2 separate regions of the Mus musculus genome follow, and region 2 is linked to region 1. Evidence: chromatin contacts called from public HiChIP or PLAC-seq data. All regions are on one chromosome and are shown on one strand. The core of a region is the stretch at or near the end of the contact, and the rest is flanking DNA. Distances in the headings are between cores, read along the strand shown.

Region 1 (7,273 bases), core at 2,036-4,535:
TTACAGTATTATGATTAAGTGAAAGAAGTCAGTTAGAAAGAACATACTGCATGATTCCTTTTAAGACAAATATCCAGAATAGGTATATTCACTGAAACAGAAAGCAGCTCTTAACCTCGTTAGGAAGAGAGAATGATTTATTGTGGATGTTTGCGGGGAGGCAGTGGTGAAATTTTCTAAAATTATGATGGTAATTGCATAATGCTGTGAGCACTGTATCATTGAACTATATACTTTGGTGAATTGTCAGGTTATGTGAATTACATCAATAAAATTACTACCAAAAATCACATTCTCTAAGTAAAGAACAAAGAAGGTCCTAAGTATTGTAGATTACCATCCAGATATCTTGTCCCATAAGCACGTTCTGGAAATATTCCTCTCAAATAGGTGATGCAAGATACTGAAACAGCTAGGAGCCTCTTCACAAACATCAAAGATTGATGCTCAGTTGATATCTTATTGGGAAATACCAATGCACTCTAAAATTCAAGGGAAATTAAAAACATTTTATTGACATTTATTGAAAACAAAGCTTCCATGAGCTTAAAAGCAGAGTCTAGTTTTGCATAAGCACAGTACTTTCCTAAATAATTCTCCAAAATCATCATCCCCAAAAAGTTACTGCAAATTATAAGGTGCCGGGGTGTGTTCAGGGTTAATGGCCCAAGAGTAAAGCAAAATGTGTTTAACAGTCATAAGCATCCTTGAGATTTTAGGGCATGGTGGTGCGAGCCTTTATTCCTAGCACTTAGGAGACAGAGGCAGTTGGATCTCAGTGAGTTTGAGGCCAGCCAAGTCTACAGAGCAAGTACCAGGACAGTCAGGACTACTCGGAGAAACCCTGTCTCAAAAAACAAACATTCAGAAAGCCAAGAGAAAGAAATGCACTTGAGGGCTAGTTAGCAGTCAAGAGCATTGCCTGCTCCTTGAGGAATCAGGTTTCATTCCTGGCACCCATACAGTGGCTAACAGAATTTTACTTTCGTTCCAGGGGATCTGACAGCACAGTTCCCACATAGTACACAGACATACATGCAAGCAAACCACCAGTACAAAATAAATAGAAAAAAAAAAAAAAGCAGCACTTTGAGCCATGGGTGGCAGCAAATGCTTGTAATTCCAATGCTCAGAAGGCAGAGGCAGGTGGATCTCTGCGAGGAGAGCCTGGTCTACATACAAAGTTCCAGTCCAACCAGGGCTTCAGAGTGAGATGCTATCTAAAATAATAATAAATAATAACAACAACAATAATAAAGAGAAGAACAGTCTCTTAGATAGAATTTCCTCTCCTTAGTGGCACAATTCTAAGTATTCACTCTCTTCACGAACAGCAGCTAAAAACCATTATTAGGAAAAGAACCCCCTAGAACAAAACACAATCACTGGGTTCATACTTGGATTGCTGAGTGAAAACAAGCAGGACTCAACCTTACTTGCACTTTACAACTGTCACATTTGGCTGGTGAGAGCTCCAACGAAGGAGATGCCACTGAATGAACAACTTATGGTACTATACTAAACGCTCAAAAGAATTCTACATTACTTATTTCCTTAAAGAATGTCCTAATACAATTAAAGCATCAAAATACTTGACTCTTATAAACAATAAAATATTTACAACTTCAAGAAATAAGAAACTCAGTTAAATTAATACATATTAAGTCATAAGAAATCATACCAGGGAAGCTGTCCTCTGCAACTGCATAGTGGCCATCTTCCAAGAAATATTTTCTTCAAACATGTAACACAAATATAAATTTTAATTTCAGATTTAATTTTTATCTCTAAAATTTTATCTTATTACATATGGGATTTTTATCTTAATAAATTTCAGAATTTTACTTAAAATTCAATCTTTAAAAGTCAATGTAGCCAGACAGTGGTGGAACATGCCTTTAATCCCGGCACTAGGAAGGCAGAGGCAGGTAGATCTCTATGAGTTCGAAGCCAGCCTGGTCTACAGAGGGAGTTCTAGGACAGCGGGGCTACACAGAGAAAGCCTGTCTCAAAAAAAAAAAAAAAAAAAAAAAAAAAAAGAGGTCAATGTATTGCTCCAGGGTGTGGTACATGCCTATAATCCTAACATTTAAGATGCTCAGGCAAGAGGATCAGTATTTCAAGTTTATCCTTAGCTGGTTAGAAAGTTGTAGTCCAGGCAAGACTGTCTGAGACCTTTTTTGCTTTTCTGTTTTTTTGTATTTTGGGGGTGGGGATGGTGCCTGATAATTTAAAAATAATTATATCAAAAAAGTCAAATCAGATGACTCCTTTATCAGGCTCAGTATGCATTGTTGCTCTGAAACTATAAATGGGAAAGCCAGGAGGGCACAAGATGGTTGAGCTGGTAAAGGAGCTTGCCTCTGGGCTGATGATCTTAGCTGGTAGAAACAACATGGCAGGCAGAAGGAGCAAATTGATTCCCATAAGCTGTCCTCTGACTTCTACACATGCCATGGCATGTTCACATATATTCCCCTCCCTGATATGTATCGAAAACATTTTTAAGGTCAGCAGACAATACTATTTTTTTTTTTAAATTTCTTTTCTCATGTAGCCAAGAATGAATTTCGACTTTGTTTTTCTTTCTTTCAAGGCAGGTCTCTCTACGTAGCTCTGCTGTCCTGGAACTCTCTCTGTAGATTAGGCTGGCCTCCGAGACCCACCCGCCTCTGTCCCTGCCTAGCTGGTACTGGGACTAAAGGAGTGAGCCACTACACCCGGCCTCATCTTGAACTTCTGATCCCTCGGCCTCCCCCCGACCCCCCAGTGCCATCATGCACCATTTATTCTCAAATCTTAATTTATATTTTGAGACAAGGTCTCACTATGTAGCTCTGGCTGGCCTGTGACTTACGCTATGTAGAGCACAGTGGCCGACACTCCACCCACCTTCTGATTCTTTTAATGACTGACTCTGAGTTCCCAACTATCTTGGTAAACCGACTTAAATTTCCTTGCACCCTGGTCTCTATTTCGTCTGTTAACATGAGAATTCACGTAGAAGTCCGCACAAAATAAGAGACCTGACACGGCTGGAAACCGTTAGTCCCATGGCGACTGCCAGCTGCCCTCGTCGCCCCCTCAGGACCCGCTTCGGACACAAGCACACAAAGTCTCTCAAATGTCTGCTGTTTGGACCGTAAGGAACCTGAGAGGGCGAAGGGCCACAGAAAAGTGACTAAGGGATGATAAAAAATGAAGAGAACCAAGCCGAAAATAAACATACTTTACGCACCGCCTGAGGGAAGCGTCCGGCAGCGACAGGCAAGAGTCTTGAAGTGCGGCGCTCCGGTCAGCACGTGCGCAGTGCGCATGCGCCTTAACTGTCACTGGCACGTGGCGCACCCTTTGACCTCAGGCCAGACCACTATTCCCGCCAAAAGCTGCGCAAGGCCTGCCGGGAGCCAGGCTCGCAGCAAGGCTCCAGCGCCGTCCCCAGCAGGCCAAGGCCTGACCGGGGTCAGGTCGCTGAAGGTACAAAGCCTGCCCGACACAGCTGGCTCCCCAGAGACCCCCGGTGTCCCCACACCCGGTGTTGCTGTTTTCTGCTTTAGATTTTGTCACTTTTAGATGATTGTTAGATTTTCCGGTTGCTGTACAGTCCCCACATCCAGTTAACGATGCCTCTGAGGAAATCAGTCGTCTACCAGTCTGCTTACTTAGGTTTTTATTTCTGTTTAATTGATTTCAAAGCTGAACTGCGGCGGTGCATGCCTTTAATCCCAGCACCCGGGAAGCAGAGGCAGGCAGATTTCTGTGGTCAAGACCAGTCTGGTCTGCAAAGTGAGTTCCAGTACAGCTAGGGCTACACAGAGAAACCCTGACTCTGGGAAAAAAACAAAACAAAACAAAACAAACTCAAACCAAAAGAACAAATAGTTTTTAATTTTTAGTATGCGTGTGTGTGCCTTATTACATTCATTTGGAGGTTAGAGGACAGTACTTGGACATGCTCATACCACAGCATAAGTGGGGGTCAAAGAATGACTTGAAGTTGGTTCTCTCTTCTACCATGGGGTGGGGGGTTGTCTCAGGATCTAACGGAGCTGCCAGGTTTGATAGCAATTACTTTTACCTGCTGAGCCTTCTCACCCGCCCTAATATTTTTATTTTTGAGAATTATTCTATATAGCCAAGGTTGGTCTTGAATGGCCATCCTGCCAACTTCTTGCTCCCATCCTCCAGACTAAACTTACAGATGTGTGTGTGTGTGTATAATATATATGCAATATATATCACATGTATATATATTATACACACACACACACACACACACACACACACACACACACACACACACCTGGGGACAGTGGATAGCTTTGAGAGCAATTTGTCTCATTTAAAAACAAAAGTAAGTTTTATTTTTGAAATGGTGATTTTCAGTACTGGCCTTCAAGATTGTGGGCGGTAGCTAAGCCAAGATGTTGTCAAACTGCTGATCCTTCATCAGGCTGTCCAAAGGACCACCAGCCCTGCTTCATATTCTTGTTTGTTTGTTTGTTTGGTTTGGTTTTTGTTTTTTTGAGACAGGGTTTCTCTATATAGCCCTGGTTGTCCTGGAGCTCACTTTGTAGACCAGGCTGGCCTCAAACTCAGAAATCTACCTGCCTCTGCCTCCCGAGTGCTGGGATTAAATGTGTGAGCCACCACGTCCGGCTCAGCTCTGCTTCATACAAGTGTTTTGAAAACACCACCATCCAGAGACTGCCCCACCCGGGGACCCATCCCATATACAACCACCAAACCCAGACGGTATTGCAAGCGGTCTATGCCAGCAAGACTTTGCTGACAGGACCCTGATATAGCTATCCCTTGTGAGGATATGCCAGTGTCTGGCAAATACAGAAGTGGATGCTCACAGTCATCTATCGGATGGAACACAGGGACCCTAGTGAAGAAGCTAGAGAAAGTACCCAAGGACCTAAAGGGGTCTGCAACCCTGTAGGAGGATTAACAATATGAACTAACCAGTACTCCCCAGAACTATGTATCTAGTTGCATATGTAGCAGAGGATGGCCTAGTTGGTCATCAATGGGAGGAGAGGCCCTGGTCTGGTCTTGCAAAGATCATATGCCCCAGTACAGCGAAATGCTAGGGTCAGGCAGCAGGAGTGGGTGGGTTGGGGAGCAGGGTGTGTGTGTGGGGGGGTATAGGGGACTTTCAGGATAGTATTTGAAATGTAAATGAAGAAAATATCTAAGAAAAAAAAGAAAGGAAGGAAGAAAACACAGTTCCTAGGCTGTTGAAGTGGCTCAGTGGGTAAAGGCAGTTTCTGCCAAGCAGGATAGACTGAGTTCTATTCCTGGAATCCTCAAGGTGACAGAAAAGAATCAATTCTGCAAACTGTCCCCTGCCCCCGACATGTGCACCCTAGCACGTGTACCCACACAGGCAAATGAATAAATAAATGTTAGGGAAGACAATGCAGTTCCAGAGGGAAAATGATGTTTGAGAAGCCTCATGGAACCTGGTGCTGGCGTTGGCGATTTCAGAGTCCCCCACAATTCAGTAAGAAGAACAATGAAGTCTAGAAGACTAGAATATTGTTTTCAGGATCAAAAATGGCAGAGATCTTGCTCTAGCATTTTCTCATGCAGTCTTCTCACGTTTATAAATTTCCAAATTTCCAAGAATTTTCTTTTCTTTTTTTTTTTTAAAGATTTATTCATTACATGTAAGTACACTGTAGCTGTCTTTTAGGCACACCAGAAGAGGGCATCAGATCTCATTATGGATGGTTGTGAACCATGTGGTTGCTGGGATTTGAACTCAGGATCTTTGGAAGAGCAGTCAGTGCTCTTCCCCACTGAGCCATCTCTCCAGCCCCTCCAAGAATTTTCAAATTCACTGTCTAGCATTCCATTGCTTTTATAAGAACCTTGTGAGAGAGACAGATCTCCCTCCTGTAGTCTCTCTTCCTCCTCTCCCCATGCTCTCCCCTCCTCCCTTTTCTGATCTTTTTTTTTTTTTGAAAATTTTTATTAGATGTTTTCTTTATTTACATTTCAAATGTTATCCCCTTTCCTAGTTTCCTCTCTGAAAATCCCCTATCCCCTCCCTCCTCGCCCTGCTCCCCACCCATCCCCCCCTGCTTCCCGGACCTGGTATTCCCTTATACTGGGGCATAGAACCTTCACAAGACCAAGGGCCTCTCCTCCCATTGATGACCAACCACATCCTTTGCTACATATGCAGCTGGAGACACGAATCCCACATGTGTTTCCTTTGCTTGGTGGTTTAAGCGTTGTTTTTTGTTTGCTTGCTTTGCTTCTGTTTTTTCAGGACAAGGTTTCTCTGTGTAACGGCCTTGCCTTTCTTGGAACTAACTTTGTAGACCAGGCTGGCTTTGAACTCTCAGAGATCTGCCTGCCTCTGCCTCCAGAGAAATGGAATTATAAGCATGTCTCACTATGCCTGTCATTTTTCATAACAACTTTATAACAATGTTTTCTTCATCACAATAGCTACTGCTCATCACTAACATAGCCTTGTTCATGATAGGGTATAAATGTTATCTAAGGACGACTTGAAAAAAATCATTTGTGACAATAATAGATATTTGAAATGACAGATTTTATTAAGCACTTTGGGGCTATCATGTTACAAATGGTTATTAGAAAACACTAGACAACAGGGTGTAAAAATAGCTATAACCTAGTTAGTACAGTAACTACACATTGATCACGACACACTTGGTTCCTCTGGATATTGCAGGCAAATTAAGTTAGAGTATATTCCATCTTTGTGACTTGTTAGAAAAAGAAGAAATGGTTTAGATTTCTGGGTAAGAGCAATAACTAGCAATTCCGCAGTGATTTTTATTATTTCTTGCCATCCGAATGTATCCTTGATCACCAAAGTTAAGGCCCCAACTATAAAAAGAGAAAAAAACAGCAAAATTACAAAATAATATAATAAAACTATATTTTACCTCTTTGCTTCCCCTAAAACATTTACATTTACATATGTTTAATCAATCAATCAATTTATTTATTTATTTTATTTTACCTGCATTGGTGATTTGCCTACATGTATGTCTGTGTCTATCCCCTGAAACTGGAGTTACAAACAGTTGTGAGTTCCCATGTAGGTGCTGGGAATTGAACCCAGGCACTCTGGAAGAACAGCCAGTGCTTTTATCCACTGAACCATGTCTCTAGCTTTACATAAATATATTATACAGGGTCTGACTATGTATCCCTGGCTGGCCTGGAACTTTGTATGTGGACCAGGCTGGGTCACAGAGATCCATCTGCCTCTATTTTCTAA
Region 2 (6,806 bases), core at 3,194-5,693, 120 kb before region 1:
CTCCCCCGGCCCAACATCACCCAGCCTTGTCAGCTGCACCTCTGTGGCCACTGGGAGATTAGCTCCCCCTGGAGCCAGGTGAGGAGGACCCTTGAGAAGTAGGCTCCAAAGAATTTCCACCTTTTCTTCTTTGTCATCAGAAACTTTCCAAACAAGACCTCTATGGAACCTAGTATCAGACAGACACAACAGGATTGGCAGCCTGGAGGCCCTTGCTCAGCTCCCCCAGTCTGTGAAACCCTAGTTCTGTAGAAGCAAGGCTGGAAGATGGCTGACGCCCAGCCTCGGGTCTCTCATCCTTCAGTGCTCTGTGCGCTGTGGTCGTGGTCAGAGGAGCCGGCAAGTTCGGTGTGTTGGCAGTAATGGTGATGAGGTGGACAAGCAGGAGTGTGCTTCAGGGCCCCCGCCGCCCCCCAGCAGAGAGGCCTGTGACATGGGCCCCTGCACCACAGCCTGGTTCTACAGTGACTGGAGTTCCAAGGTGGGTCCTATACTTCTGGCAAATCTGCCTTCCCTGGTGACTGTACCCCAGGCCATGTTGTCACACCCTGTTCAACACAGCCTTGATAAACTTTGTTTTTGACTTAGCCTAGGAATTCAGAGTTAAGTGGGAAAAACTTACATTCACACCCATCATTTTAGTACTTGGGAGGCTGGGCCAGCCTGGGCTACATAGTGAGTTCCAGGTCATATGGCAGCAATAGAACTTTTTTGTTCTGTTTTGTTTTTTTCGAGACAGGATTTCTTTGTGTAACCTGGCTGTCCTAGACTAGCTCTGTAGACCAGGCTAGCCTCAAACTCACAGAGATATACCTCCCTCTGGCTAGCAAGTGCTGGGACTAAAGGTGTGTGCTACCACCCCTTCCCCCCCTCAATCTGTCTTTTTGTTTGTTTGTTTGTTTGTTTGTTTGTTTTTCGAGACAGGGTTTCTCTCTATAGCCCTGGCTGTCCTGGAAGTCACTTTGTAGACCAGGCCGGCCTCGAACTCAGAAATCCGCCTGCCTCTGCCTTCCAAGTGCTGGGATTAAAGGCATGTGCCACCACCGCCCGGCTCAATCTGTCTTTTTAAAACAAACAAACAAACAAACAAACAAACAAACAGATGCAAGCTGGATACGGCAGTACTTTTCATCCCAGATAAGGCAGGAGAACTCTCTGTGAGTTTGAATTCTAGGCTAGCCAGGGCTACCCTGCCTCAAAAAACCATGGGCAACAAAAATCCAACCAACCAACCAACCAACCAACCAGACAAAAAAGAATAAAGAAAAAATGTGCTGGAGAGATAGCTCAGTAGTTATGGGCATTTCTGTTTTCCTAGAGGACCTGCATTCAGTTCTCAGTACCCACATCAAGTGGCTTACAATCACTGCTAACTCCAGTTCCAGGAGATCTGGTATCCTCTTCTGGCCTCTGTGAGCATATGTGGTATACACAGACACATACACACAAAACAGCAAAGTAAAACGCAGCAGGGGACTGGCCAGATGGCTCAGTAGGTGAAACTCCTTGTGTGGTAGGCCCGGCAATCTGAGTGAGGCTCTGGATCCCATGGTGGAAAAAGAGAACCAGCCCTTGGGCCCCTGCACTCACACACAAGCTGGACTCGCAAGCACACACCTTTAATTTCACTACTACGGAGGCAGAAACAGGAGAATCTCTCTGAGTCTGAGGCCAGACTGGTCCACACAGCCAGCTCCAGGATGACTAGAGCTACATAGAGAGACCCTGTCTTTAAAAGAATTGTACATACAGAAACAATAGGTTTCACACAAATAAATAAATAAATAGGTAAGATATGGTGTAGCTCAGTTGGCGGTGTTTGCAAAGCTGGCATGCATGAGGCCCGACTTTTGCTCCCCAGTGTCACATAAACCAGGTGTATGACACACACTCTTAACCCCAGCACCCAAGAGGTAGAAGCAAGAGGGTCAGAAATTTAAGTATCTCAGCTTTACACCAAGTTCAAGAACAGACTAGAACCCAGCTGTCTATCTCCTCTCCCAGGCTGGTATCCCCAGGGCTTCCTCACCTCCCAACACATAGGTCACTCTCCCTCCCAACAGTGCTCAGCCGAGTGCGGGACAGGAATCCAGAGACGCGCTGTGGTCTGCCTTAGGAGTGGGGAGACCCTTCAGGGAGACCCGGAAGCAGGAAGCACTGAGCAGGGCTGCCCTCTCAGAAGCCGCCCTCCCGATATGCGTGCCTGCAGTTTAGGGCCCTGTGAGAGGACATGGCGCTGGTTCACAGGCCCCTGGAGTGAGGTCAGCTGGGGGCCCTGAGATGCGGGACCGAAGGGAAACCAGTCCTGGCGAAGCCCCACATTTTAAACTTAAGAGTGATCTCTCTTCCCCTCCCTTACAGTGTTCCTCGGAGTGTGGGTCTGGCACACAACACAGAGACATTATCTGTGTGTCCAAGCTGGGGGCCGAGTTCAATGTGACTTCTCCCAGCAACTGTTCCCACCTACCCAGGCCGCCTGCCCTGCAGCCCTGTCAGGGGCAGGCCTGTGAGGACAAATGGTTCTCCACTCTCTGGAGTCCGGTGAGTGCCTGGCACCCGTGCCTTGCTCTCCTTGGGCCTCTAACAAAGAGGCCTGCACTCAGCCAAGCCTCTCTCGGCCCAGGACAACCCAGTCGACCTTTTGTGTTGTCCCACTTCCCAAAGACTTGCAGGACTGGGGGACCCTCTCCATTTGGGGTCTTATAATGTTCCTGGAGAATGTTCTACCACAGTCTCTCAGAGAGGAAGTGGGTGGCCTGGGGAGCAGCCCTGAGAACGTTAGACATCTGATCAGATGGCTGTGGTCTCCCCAGTGTTCTCGATCCTGCCAGGGAGGCATGCAGACGAGGGAAGTCCAGTGCCTGAGTGGCAACCAGACTCTCAGCTCCCGATGCCCTCCTCACCTGAGACCTTCCAGGAAGCGGCCCTGCAACAGCCAACCCTGCAACCAGCGACCAGGTAAAGAGCGTCCCACCCACCCCAGTAGAGGGGATGGAGTTGGACTATGGGCAGATATGAGAAGAGCTGGTGGGATTGGGTACCACGCTCCCAGAGGGGATGATGTCAGTCCAGTCTTGTGCCATTGACCTCTGTCCTCAGATGACCAATGCAAGGACAGCTCTCCACACTGCCCCCTGGTGGTACAGGCCCGGCTCTGCGTCTACCCCTACTACACAACTACCTGCTGCCGCTCTTGTGCCCATGTCCTGGAGCAGTCCCAGCTGGAACCGGCTTGAAACGGGTCCCAGAGACCCTGCCTTCGTGGTTTTCTTGTGCCACCCACTGACTAGCCCGCTCTGTACCCTCTGGCTTTTCACCTGGTCTCAGCCTTGCCAGAGGGATCCTCCAGGGTGAGAGACCTACAGTGTGATAGCTCAAGAAGTGTACCTGACCTGCCTGGGGGTCTGTCCTGTGTATGTTTATCACTTCCACAAAAGCAGCTTGAGAAAGAATAGGAAGTGGGCGGTGCCTGTATCCCTCATGCTTTTCTGGGCTGGGGAGAAAGGGGGAGAGAGCAAGGTTATATTTCCACACTAATCTGAGCTACATAGTGTGTGTCCCCCAGAAGTTCCAGGTCTGTGCCCCAATCCTCGTCTCCACATCTTCTAAATTACCCTGTTGTTCCCATCCCTGCCTTATCTAGTCTCTGTATTCCTACCTCCCTCATTAGCAGGGGCAGGGATCAGCCACTGCTACCCTACCTTACTGGGGAAGGACCACACCTCTCCAGGGCAGGGACCACTTGTGTCGAGGGTGAAAAAGAGAAACGTCAGCATAAGACATCCTAGCCCCAGTCGCCACTTCACACTGAAAATGATGCCCACCCCAGAAGTAATTTATTTTTTATTAAAGTTGGTTTTGACATAAACATGCTCTTCGTTATGTTCATGGGGACCCCACCATCCGAGCAATGTGAGGCCAGATGTGGTGTGGGAAGAGGAGCGGCATTTAGGGATGGGAGGAAGATGTGGTCCTCATGGGCTGTGGAGTGAGCTTCAAACCTGGGGCAGTCTGGATCAAGGGCCTAAGATTCTGTCCCACTACAGATCTGCAGATGGCTTACTGGCCACTAGAGGCCGCTACTTTTCCCAGTTTAGGAGCAGTAATGGGTGCTTGGATCCCAGCAGAGAGCCTGTGGTGGGCTTTTGGGTAGGCTCTTCCTGTTGTCTCTAGGAATCCAGCAGAACTTTTCAATGCAGGGCTAAGCTGGCTTGTGTGCGCACGAGCGTGGGGCATGCATGTTGCTTTTCAGGTTCTCTCGCTCTGGCCCTGTCTCCTCCTCTTTTACCCACTTCCCTGCTAGATGCCTGCTTACTGCTTTCCATGGGTGCATGGGGTGGTAACTTTGCCCCCTCTCTTTGCTCAGCAAAATCATAGGAGCTTGGCCCGCATGACTCTGTGACTGCAGGAGGAGGGAGGAGGGGCCAAGGCAGGACCAGATGTCCTGCCAGAGACACATTCCACAGAGATGTCTCACCAGGCCTCCTCCCTCCCCCACCACTTCCCTCTCCCTGTGTGTTTCTTTCAAAGTAAATAACTTGTTAAAGGTGGAGTGGACAGCCTTCTCCAGGGTCCTCTTCCCTGGCCCCTACAGTTGGTTCTGAGGCCTGACTTTCTTGCTGCCGATGCCCCGCTGGAGGCAGCCTTGTTCTGTCTGTGCCTCTTCAGACAGGCTGAGTATGGCCATTAGTAAAAGCCTGCAGACAGTTTTACTACTATTTTCTGAACACAGCTACACTCCTTGGATACCAAGTTCCCCTAAGAATAAAGTTGTTCCACTGTAGCAAACCCTTTGCTACATTAGAAGGGTACAAAGCTCCCTGCCTTGGGACTTAGGCTGTCCTCCCGCTGGATGTGGCTGAGCAGGAAGATGACAGCAAGCACAGTGTAAGGGGACTGAGTGGGTGACAAAGGAGGGGAAGGAAAATTAACCCCGGACAAACGGCTGAGGCGCCTGCTTAATATATCAAAGTGGACCTGACAGTCAACAGGTTCTCCCAGCATCCCTCAGTCGCTGTTACAAGGGTATGACTGGCACACCCTGTCTCCCAGCCCACGGGACTGGACTGCCCCTCCCTTTATAAGCAACCGTCCTGGCTACCTGCCCCTTTTGTACCTTTGGCCTACTGGTAGCTGGACCTGGTTTCTGCTCCCTTCCCCTCCCCCCTCTCCTCACAAGGTCAGGATCACTCTGAACTCTCCCAGATGTGGCTGCCTCTGGCTTTGTTCTTCTGATCTACTGTAAACTTTCTCCTTCGTCATACCTAGGAGCAGTCATATCTGTTCCTTTTTATTTCTTTTTTTTTTTTTTAATTAAAAAATAAAGCCATGGGTGATCCCAGCACGTGGGAGGCTGAGGCAGGAAGATCACAAGGCTAGCCTGGGCTATACTTGTGAGACCCTTTCCCCAAATACACCATGAAAAAAACCTGACTTTGGCCCAGGACAGGGGTTCCACAAGGAGGCTACAAGAATGCCCTGCCTCTGAAGAGGGTCAGGTGTGCTTCCTTCTTAGGTGACCCTGGAAGGACAGGCAAAGATGTAGGGACCAGAGAAATGGGGCCCAGGAGTCAGCTTCCAGATGCAGGCAGTGAACACAGAGTCCCCGAGCAAGGGAGGGGTGGCTGCCCTCCCAGCCCGCCCATCAGTTCCTGGAAACAGGGCTGGGGTGGAGGCCACAGCTCAGCTGACTTCCCCTCCCTTTTGAGGCCTCTTAGGGTTGTTGCTGGGCAGGTTTAGATTTTGGTCTGGGCTTGAGAGCCAATCACAGGTGGAGAATGCAGCCATAGCCCTCAAGGGTTCCCCCCAACACCTCCTTTCTTTTTCTGATCCCCAGAGCTTCTCGCCTCTAGCCTGGGGGGTGGGGGGGGAGGGGGCGGGAGCGGCGGTGTCTGCCCTCTACTCCTCACTGTAAAGAGAAGTCCCTGCAGTCCTCAGTTCATCTGCAAGCAGTGTGGGGTCAGAGCAGACGGTTCTGGGAAGGAAGGCGGGCCTGCCTTGAAGCACCCCTTTCTCTGGACCCCTAGAAGGAGCGGTGTGGCCAGACGCTGCTTTGTTGACCTCTGAAACTCTTTGGAGGGTCTGAGTAAGGAAGTTAAAACCCAAAGGGCAGATGGATGCGGTGCAGCCCCTGGCTTGCTGCACTAGGGGGAATTTAGGGAAGAACTTAGAGGAACTGGACCTTTGAGACTTGAGATGGGGGTGGGGGGAGTGATGGGAGCAAATGACATGCACGCAGAGAGCAAGCATGCAGAGGCCACTGCATGGCCAAGGAGTCCCCACTTCTGAGTGTCTGCTGCCCAGAGAGGTGGTTCTAGTGTACAGACGAACTGTATGGTCTGTAAGTTCAGCGGTGTTGAAGTGCGGCTGGGCGACAGAGTTTACTTGGCATGCATGAAACCCGAGGCCCTGCATTATTTTTTAAAAGCTCCCAGTGGTTAGGGGTCCCCTCCCCCTTACTTAAACTTCCTAGGGTAAATACCCTCTCAGTTTAAGCTGCAGCCTTTCTACTAAATTTAGCGACTAGACTTCCGCATCCCCCTTAGCCACCTGGTCAGCAGGAGCGCAGCTGCAAAGGTGGACCTGATGGAGTTTCAACACTCCCTCCCGGGCCACTCATCAAGACTTCACTTTCTGCTCAGCAGGTCTGAGGTTGAGCCCAAAATACTAGGCTGCTGTCCAGGGCTTGAGTGTGTCTGTCAAGCCGGAGCTTGTGATCTTCCTTGCCCATGGCTCCAAAGTGCTGGGCATGTGTCACCACACCAAAGCTAAAGTTGACAGACTGCTTTCTCCTCTCTCACCAGTGA

What was found. HiChIP or PLAC-seq counts read pairs in DNA pulled down with a chosen protein or histone mark.
Region 2: a contact with region 1 is called in an H3K27ac HiChIP or PLAC-seq map of embryonic stem cells, with 14 read pairs. The contact joins the enhancer-like site here to the promoter of Hormad1 in region 1. A contact is called at or near these places in 3 of 39 promoter capture datasets (3T3-L1-derived adipocytes, cranial neural crest and macrophages), 3 of 115 datasets of contacts at active chromatin or transcription factors (bone marrow-derived macrophages and embryonic stem cells) and 2 of 9 other capture datasets (adipose tissue and liver).

Annotation. Positions count from the first base shown.
Region 1 is chr3:95,555,689-95,562,961 of GRCm38.p6, reverse strand. Hormad1 (HORMA domain containing 1) reads right to left here and starts at 3,285. Exons shown (of 15, transcript NM_001289532.1): 1 at 3,230-3,285; 2 at 1,682-1,734; 3 at 338-482. The coding sequence starts at 1,717. Ctss (cathepsin S) reads right to left here. Exons shown (of 8, transcript NM_021281.3): 8 at 6,557-6,876. The coding sequence ends at 6,777.
Region 2 is chr3:95,673,263-95,680,068 of GRCm38.p6, reverse strand. It overlaps Adamtsl4 (ADAMTS-like 4), which reads left to right. Exons shown (of 18, transcript NM_144899.3): 13 at 1-78; 14 at 305-481; 15 at 2,064-2,261; 16 at 2,362-2,541; 17 at 2,814-2,958; 18 at 3,100-3,868. The coding sequence ends at 3,236. It overlaps Gm52627 (a long non-coding RNA gene), which reads right to left. Exons shown (of 2, transcript XR_003954671.1): 2 at 3,827-6,806. Among named protein-coding and RNA genes, the nearest start is that of Gm52627, 4.5 kb to the right of the region's middle. Within about 2 kb of position 4,443, at least 274 of the 459 cell types and tissues checked have an H3K27ac peak or open chromatin away from gene starts, as enhancers often do. A contact at or near this core is called in 3T3-L1-derived adipocytes, adipose tissue, bone marrow-derived macrophages and 2 more, where this site is marked.